Regions from separate parts of the Zea mays genome. Here all the other regions are linked to region 1. The links are chromatin contacts, called in public Hi-C maps. All regions are on one chromosome and are shown on one strand. The core of a region is the stretch at or near the end of the contact, and the rest is flanking DNA. Distances in the headings are between cores, read along the strand shown.

The links. A called contact is a pair of places that touch in the nucleus more often than the background predicts.
Region 2: a contact with region 1 is called in a Hi-C map of ear, with 4 times the contacts expected there. The contact joins the promoter of LOC100282073 here to the promoter of LOC103637710 in region 1. A contact is called at or near these places in 8 of 25 Hi-C or Micro-C datasets (bundle sheath, ear, endosperm and 3 more).
Region 3: a contact with region 1 is called in a Hi-C map of leaf, with 5 times the contacts expected there. The contact joins the enhancer-like site here to the promoter of LOC103637710 in region 1. A contact is called at or near these places in 3 of 25 Hi-C or Micro-C datasets (endosperm, leaf and tassel).

What each region holds. Positions count from the first base shown.
Region 1 is chr1:101,799,958-101,802,721 of Zm-B73-REFERENCE-NAM-5.0, forward strand. LOC103637710 reads left to right here and starts at 1,281. Exons shown (of 11, transcript XM_008660420.2): 1 at 1,281-1,617; 2 at 2,028-2,099. The coding sequence starts at 1,543.
Region 2 is chr1:101,449,177-101,451,993 of Zm-B73-REFERENCE-NAM-5.0, forward strand. It overlaps LOC100282073 (AT-hook protein 1), which reads left to right and starts at 1,264. Exons shown (of 6, transcript NM_001154986.1): 1 at 1,264-1,517; 2 at 1,594-2,336; 3 at 2,432-2,484. The coding sequence starts at 1,769. LOC103637704 (protein FAR1-RELATED SEQUENCE 5-like) reads right to left here and starts at 1,040. Exons shown (of 5, transcript XM_008660389.1): 1 at 736-1,040; 2 at 550-648; 3 at 1-468. The coding sequence starts at 858.
Region 3 is chr1:101,323,378-101,326,077 of Zm-B73-REFERENCE-NAM-5.0, forward strand. No RefSeq gene overlaps it. Among protein-coding and RNA genes, the nearest start is that of LOC103637703, 18 kb to the left of the region's middle. Within about 2 kb of position 1,309, at least 16 of the 20 cell types and tissues checked have an H3K27ac peak or open chromatin away from gene starts, as enhancers often do. A contact at or near this core is called in endosperm, leaf and tassel, where this site is marked.

The DNA.
Region 1 (2,764 bases), core at 31-2,530:
TTAGTAAAGGGAAAGAAAAGCGAAGAAAGGAAAGAGTAACACCTGAATTTTGAGTATAGAGCAAAGAAATTTTTATACCCTAAAATTGAGGATGTTACAGAGGACCGCACTAGAAGGGGGTCGTCACCCTCTAAGCCGCCATGGACGAAGGCCTCTCGGCAAGTGAAGGCAAGATCCTAGTAGAGGCGTCTTCGACGGTCACCACAAGGTGAAGAGTACAACCAAGCGCGAAGACCTTAGGCCACCTCTACGAGGCTCAAGCTTCACCCAGCAATGGTGGCCCACTTGTAAGCCCCCAAGAGGGGTAGAGTATTAGGTGTGGTTGGGTCGATGAGTTTTATTATACTGTAATGACCCCGTTGTATGGAATATTTCGAGGATGTACCAGGTAAAGGTAACCCGAGCATAATTGCACTTAAGTCTACCTGCCCCAATGCCCTATCAACACCCCCGTTCTATAGATGAATGGGACACAACAAGACGCTACAGTTTCCTACCTAATATTTTGTCGTGCACCTAAGTCCTATTATGTCTCTAAGTGCTTTGTCTACCGCCTGTCAGCAGGTCCAACACCCCTTCCACCAAATACATTAAGATCTCATTAAACAAATCATTATCTTTTTTTGGTTCGTCGCTATCTTTTTCTGTTTCGTTCAGATGAACATCGCCTCCATCTGTTAGTTTTTTTCCTTAATTTTCAAGACGAACAACAACTCATCGGTGGTGCAGACTATCAATGCCACCACGTACGACCTCTAGCAGAACAACACCATAGAGGTGGCTCTCACACCAACTACTTCGCCAAGGCTAACGGAGATGTGCAAAGTCAGCAGGCAGCAGGGATGCAATTCCAAATTAAGGTCAAGCATGGCCACTGTCTGCGGTCGCGCCAGCACCAGCACCAGCACCAAAGGGTTTATTTTGCAAAACAGTTAAACTATATTGTCAAATGATATTTGGTAATGGTTTGGCTCCTTCGTAAAAGATGCTTACTATAGAAGACAAATCTAGAACTAGATTGGGAGCCACAAAACCGGAGGAGGCTGGGGATTGTAGCCCCTCTAACCTACTTTGGTTCTGTGGTTTCCAAACTAGCACCTAGAATTATTTCTGAAAAAGATAAAGCCGTGCCAAAAGTCGACCTCAGTGAGTTCAACTATATTTATCCGATTGTTTTTAGAATTAGAAGTTAACTTTGAATTAACCTGAATGGTAAAATAAACTAACGGACAGTGTTAGTTTTCTAAAATTAAATATTTGGTCCAATTTTCCCAATTTCTAAGCGCTATACCACCAGTACTGGTCTGTCTCGTCTCCTCGCCTTCCTCTCTTCCTCCTGTGCTCCTCCGCGGCGCTGCTGCTTACTCGCCACGCCAGAGCTGAGCGAACCCCACCCAATCTAATCCCCCACGTCTTAGTTTCCTTCTCCTAGCCGCACCCTGTCTCTCGCCGTAGGATGGAAGAAGAGCCGAGTCTGCTCGCTGCCCACGCTGGGAGTTAGGGCCGGAGGCCTGGCCGATCGGCGGGGGCGGAGGGAGGGTAATGAGGGCTCCGCAGGAGCGTAGCATGAGGGATCTCTACGATCGCACGCGGCACAAAGATATGGCAGCTCCAGAGGTGCGTTGTGTGGCATCCACCACGGTGCTGTAGCGTACGCGTTATTGTTGGGGACTTGGGGTGGTTGTTAGTTTCCTCAATAGGATGAGACGAGAAGATGCGTCTGTTTTTTTGATTGTACTCGATGTGCTAGGAGCTCGTAGATTTGAAGTTTTGCAAACGGCACATGGTTGTGCGGGGTTATGATTCAGGTTTCCTCACTCGTCTTTTGTAAGATGACAGTCGAATCGAATTTGATCGAATATGTACGTCAGTTTTAGTTTGATTTAGGTTTCCCTATTGAACATATCAATTCCTCTGAATCGAATTTCAGTCTCCAATCCAGAAGATTTCATGTGTTTTTAATGTGATTTTACAGCCGATGCTGCAGTTTGGTTTGGTGATTGATGTGTACTGTTTCTGCTGTGTAGGAATCAGTGGAAGGGTGCGGTGGAGGATGCGCGGAGGGATGGGAGCAACGGGCACTGGCCTCTAAGATGGAGGTGAGCATTGGAGGCATGTGTATTTCCTTGCATATGCATCGAAATATTTTGGTCCTTGAATTTCATTAGATTAGAATACTTGCTGCTCTTTGATCATCTGATGCTCAGAAGCAAGTTCCTTATAGATTGTTCCTCTTCGCTTGTTTATATGCCTCCAGTTTTGTTGTGGTGGAGTGTGATTCCGATCCCATAATGCTGTAGAAAAAGAATATGTTACCATGATTTCTGCATGTCCTGTTTTTTTATGAGCCATTGTCACTTCGGAAATGGAAGCTGCTTTTATGGTCATTTCATTACATGTTTATTTTTTATGATATTATGACACATTGATGTTTTTCAAGTAAACCTAATTTGTTTTAAATTGTTCACGAGACTATTCGTGTTGTCATGTGGTAGTTTTTTGGCGGAGCAGTCCACCATTATCTGAATTTGACTCATTATTGTTTATCTTGATATATCTTATGTATGTTTGGTATAGCTTTTATGATAATCTGGATTTGTGAGAATCTGAATATTGTTGGGCTTACGTGCAGAGGAAGATGAAGGGGTCTATAGGGTTTAGGATCTAGGAAGTGACAGATTCCTCCCATCACGACGACTCGGCGGATTCTGTGTTCACGTTGATTTGAACGATTTTCACCAAAGCGATTCTCATAGAAGCGGAC
Region 2 (2,817 bases), core at 14-2,513, 350 kb before region 1:
TGGAACTTTATCAGCACCTCCATAAAATTGCTTCATAAATTCATACACTTGCGTTGGTCTCATTCCAGCTTCCCGTATTTGGCTAATGAGTTGTCTGTCCGCTTCAATAACATGTCGTTGGGACCTTAACTTGTGTGCCTTGTTCGGACTAGCGAGGGTATGATTGTGTTCAAGTTCAACTTTTTGCACTGTCCAAACCCCTTCCCTGCTAATGCTAAACTGGACACGAGCTTTGCAACCTGTCCTTGTAGTTGATTGTGATGGCTCATTTTTTCTATTACCTTGGTTGCTGCAAACTATATGTTTCTGAAATATAGTTTTATCTGGTCGACGTCTTGTATCACTCTTTCTAATACTAAACCCAACCATACATGCATAAGCATTGTACATCTCATAAGCTTCTTTCTCAGAGTCAAAATACATTCCTACTTTAGGAACAATCACAGCTGGTCCAACTGGATCAACCTTCTATTGCAAAATACGTTTAGAATAAAGTCACGTTACAACAGTACGGAAATTTATTGCAAAATACGTTTAGAATAAAATCACCTTATATGTCACCACTTCTGGAATCGTGTTCTCCTTGCCTTGAATGTTAGTATCGATAGCGCCAACAATATTTACTTCGGTGTTTATACACTCAATGTTCTATGCAAATGTGGGAATTACAGTCAAATAGACAAACTAAATAGACGGAAAAAGTACAATGATCAAAAGAACTAATGATGACAGTACCTGCAGTGTCGCCTCTTCATGATCAGATGGATCGACGATTTGGGTAGGGACGTCACATAGCAAGGGTTGCAGCTGGGACATGATATTCGTGGTGGCGGCGGCAGGATCGCTGTACTCTTCCATGGATGCAATCGTCCCTCTAGGGCTGTGTGTTTGCGGTACGCAAGGAATGGCGGCGCTCGTTTGTGTAGGGCATGAAAAAAAGTAGATGGCTTATTTGCTTGTACGGCTGGCAGCTGGCTCCAAACGTTGGCTCCTTTTAACATTAAATTAGTGTGGCCAGCCGATCCGAAAGATTGCTTTGAGATTAATAAATGAACACGTGGCATCAATCCGGTAAGTGCTGCACAGATATCGCTCTGCAGCACGCATGTATGGAATTTTTTCCCTCGAGGTCGAGCTACTACCATCCATCTCTCCCCATTGCATGCGAAACAAGAAAGCAAGAGGCCAAGAGGAGCAGAGTGAGTGAGTGGCGTTTGGTGTGAAATGTGGACTTGGACCTGGAAGGAGGACGAAGCGGGTCATGGAATGGTGATGGACCTGCTGCTTGCTCCCCTCCCTGCCGATCTCTAATCACTTTGCCCCTAGGTACCGTACAGGCGTGCGCGCGGGGCATCAGACACACCTCCCCTTCCTAACTTCCACCAAATCTCCCTCCCTACCGTGCTTTCCGCTTTCCTCCCTTGATTTTTTTTATCCGTCTCCTAGCTCCAGATTTTAAAAATTATCTCTTGTGAGCAACTCATAGCTAACTACTACTAGTAGCTGAGACTAAAAGGGTGTGCTCTCTCGCTTTTAATCTCCATGTTACCGCTAGTGCTCTAGTCTTACCTAGCCTTGCTGAGCCCCTTGCAGTGCTGGGAGGAGAAGGACAAGGTCTCTGATCAGCTCAGCTTGTCTGGTCAAAGCTGAGAGCCTCGTTGTGCTGTGAGTGCAAGCTCGACCGACAGGACCCCTGCCACTGTGAAGCACAGCGTCAGCGGCGACAAGACGAAGGGGCGGAAGCTGCCAAGCCGATAGATCTACGCAAATGGAGACCAAGGACGTGTCGCCGCTCGCCGCCGCCACCACCACCACCGCGGCGCCCGTGCCTGCACCGACCTCTCAACCGCCTCCGCCGGCCCCTTCTTCTATGGCGCCGCCGCAGCACCAGCACCAGCACCATCCGCCGCCGCCGTTCGCGCAGCAGGCGGCCCCGGTTCCGTCGCCTGCCGCGTCCATGCCCGGCGGCATGCGGCTCTCGTTCGACCAGATGTCCGGGAAGGCGCCCGGGGAGCAGCACCACCACTCCGCGCCCATGCTGTACACGGTGCCACCACCGCAGTCCGCCGCGGGCGCGGGCGCACCGGGGGCCAATGTGCTGGGCATGGGCGAGCTGATGCGCAAGAAGCGCGGCCGGCCGCGCAAGTACGCGCCCGACGGGAGCATGGCTCTGGCGCTGGCCCCCATCTCCTCCGCCTCAGCCGGCGGCGCCGCAGCCCCCGGACAGCAGCAGCACGGCGGCGGGTTCTCCATCAGCAGCCCCCCGTCCGACCCCAACGCCAAGCGCCGCGGCCGGCCTCCCGGCTCTGGCAAGAAGAAGCAGTTCGAAGCCTTGGGTACATGTTTCTCTCCCGTGCTAAAATCCCTTCGTACATGCTTCTTGCGCGCGCCCTATCTCACCAGTGCTGTGCTCCTTTCTTCGCTCGTGCAGGCTCCTGGGGCATCGCCTTCACCCCTCACATCCTCACCGTCAAGGCCGGCGAGGTAAGATTCACAGATCTTGTTCAACTTTCAAAACTTTTGTTGCATGCATCCTTGCCGGCTTGCCGTCGCTGGTCGTATGGCGTAGATCTGCGAGTCGGCGCATCTCCTCTATGAAGGCCAAGTCATGTATGGTCGTAGGGAGTACGCATGTCATGTATGGCTTCTTGCCAGAAGGCCAAGTCACCTGTGCTTGCTGTGACCTTTGTGCTCTGTTCTGCCATGCCGTTGGGAAGCCCGGCAGGCTGTGAGCTCGCGTGGCGTGGGTGTTCGTCAGATTCCCGGCACAGCTACCAGTTGACCGGGCCCACTGTCAGTGGTGGCAAGCTGGTACTA
Region 3 (2,700 bases), core at 59-2,558, 480 kb before region 1:
GGCATGTGTTCGAACCCCACCTTCTTTTTAACATTTTACGCTGATATAATCAAATGGGCCGACGGGCTAAAGGGCTGGTCCGGCACAGTCAACAGGCTGGCATGACGTGCATGGGCCAGAGTTGTAGCCCGCGGGCGTCTGGCCCATACTGGGCAGCCATTTGGTATCTATAGACGTGCGACAGATTAATTTAAAATAGCTGAGGGGTTATTTGTAAAAAAATAACGCGTGACGAGCGTTGAAACTGGTGCTTTAAGTATAGTATAGATATAGATACCTCTTAAAAATGCTCAAAAATGTAGAAGAATTTGAATAGTTTGCATAACAAAACGCGGCGATACATGATATACCATAATCATAATTCTTAAAAAGAAACCCTTCAATATAAATATATTTGATTAGCACATTATATAGCATTAAAGTTTAAAAAATATATTTAAGTTGAGCAGTTAAAGTATTGAAATGCATCAGATAATGGCATACCGCTAATTCACCCCACGAGGTAAATTCATTTTTCTAGTCTTTATGCCTTGGAATCTTATGATTCAAACATTATCAAGACTCTTAAATATCTCTCTTTCGATGTAACATACCATTAAGTGATTGAACCAATCATCATTGATCTTGTTGCACAATTTAGTCTTGATAATCTTCATTGCTGAGAAAGATCTTTCAACAGATGCACTTGAAACATGCAATAACAAAGCTACCTCAATTAGTTTGTACACCAATGGAAAAACCAAGTGATTTTCTATTTCAACCATATTTGTAGCTAAACTTGTAACATATTTACAAGTAGCAAAAGCTGCATGCCTTCTAACATGAAGAATATAAGTCTCAAGTTGTTGTGAAAGCATTGTACGATCAATATTGAAGAAATCAGCATCATAAATTTCAACAAGCCGAATAATCTTGTTGGCATCAAATCTAGAGAAATTGTTCTTTGGACCAAGACATGAAAAACATGTCAATATCTCAATAGTTGCTTCACCAAACCAATGATTCATATCAGCACAAATTTGATCAATTATAACAAAGAATAGCTCAACACGGTAAAGAAGACTGCTAATAATGCCGAGGCCTGAGGGTAACCTGCTCTGCTGGTGCCGGACTACTGCCTGCTGCTGCCACCCTGCTGCTCGCTGCCGCGGTGCCAGCGTGCGCTCGACTGCTCGAGGGTAACCTGATCGCGAGACCGAGAGCAGGAGGAGCCGAGGAGGCGCTATGGCGACTCTTGGACTGACTCTTGGACTGGACAGCACCTGCGCGTGCACCGTGTTGCAACAGGCAGCAACGCTTGGGCCGCGATCTCGCTCAGCGAGTCGGCCTGGCCCATGATTAACACTCATGTATATTGCCTAATGCTAATGCTTGGAAGTTGGACCGAATGACAGCGTGGCTGAAGTTTTGAAGTAGTACTAGTGCGTACGGTGAAACAGAGCCCGGGTGTCAGCCCGTCCCGCCCGGGAGTTCGCACCGCCCCTGATAATAATAAATATAGAAAGTTAAAAAACAAGCAAAGTTCATTTATATATCACATTTATTCATCTACAACATAGCTGCCATATAATTTTTAAAGTTTTTGAAATGGACTAAAAACTTAATACCTAGGCGATAAACATGTTATTAGCAATCGGACATGAATACTTAGTTATATGAGATATTTCTTATGTTTTGGGCCCCGATAAGCAACCTGCGGTGTGATCTAACACCTGCATGTAGGTCCTAACTTGATGAGCCATGTAGTGTAGGTGTAATTTGTCACCTTGCGCACTCCACAGGCTTGTTTGGTTATGAGTAGATTGAAAAAGATTAAAAAAAAATTAAATTCAAATATAAAGTGATTTAATCTCCTTCGATCCCCTACCATCATGCAACAGAACACGACCTTTGCATGCGTGACATTGGTGGATATTTAGACCCGTAGATTCAACTACCATCTTTAGAGTATACGATGTTCATTTAGTAAAAACGGTTTATGAATGAATGCAACTCTTGTTGGTGATTTTGGTGTTTACATGTGTAAGGAAAATGGACCCTGGTCCATTTGGCTTAATAGATTTTGGTGTTTGATGATTAACACAACCTGTGAACTAATGTATTTTCCAAGTGTTTGTGTGTTGTAGTTCACAGGATGCGAAGTGGATTGGACTGAGGCTCTGAGGATGCAACACCTAAAAGAAGACATTATAATACCCATATAAGACATTACAAAGTCATATTGAAGACACTTTATACATGCTAAGAGTCCAACACATCAAGAAGTAGAAGTGAGATACAAAGATGCAAAACAAAAGTGAACTTGACAAAGTTGAGAGTAAGGGCTGACTGAATTGGAAGTGTTTCACAAAAACAAATCTACTCAAACTGACATGGCTTCAACTCTGAGATGTAGATAATTTTATAAGCTTTCAAAAAAGTCTAAGATCATCAAAATCGGAGTTCGGAGCTAAAAGTTATGCCCACAATACGGAGTCGGAATTGCTGAAAAGACAAGAGCAGCATATGGGATGTCCGGTGTGCCACATTTGCTCAAACTGGTATGGCTTCAACTCTGGGATGTAGAGAATTTCATAAGCTTTCCAAAAAGTACAAGATCATCGAAATCGGAGTTCGGAGCTAAAAGTTATGGCCAAAATACGACAAGCGAGCACGGGCTGTCCGGTGCGCCATCTTCGGAAGCTCCAACGGCTACTTTTA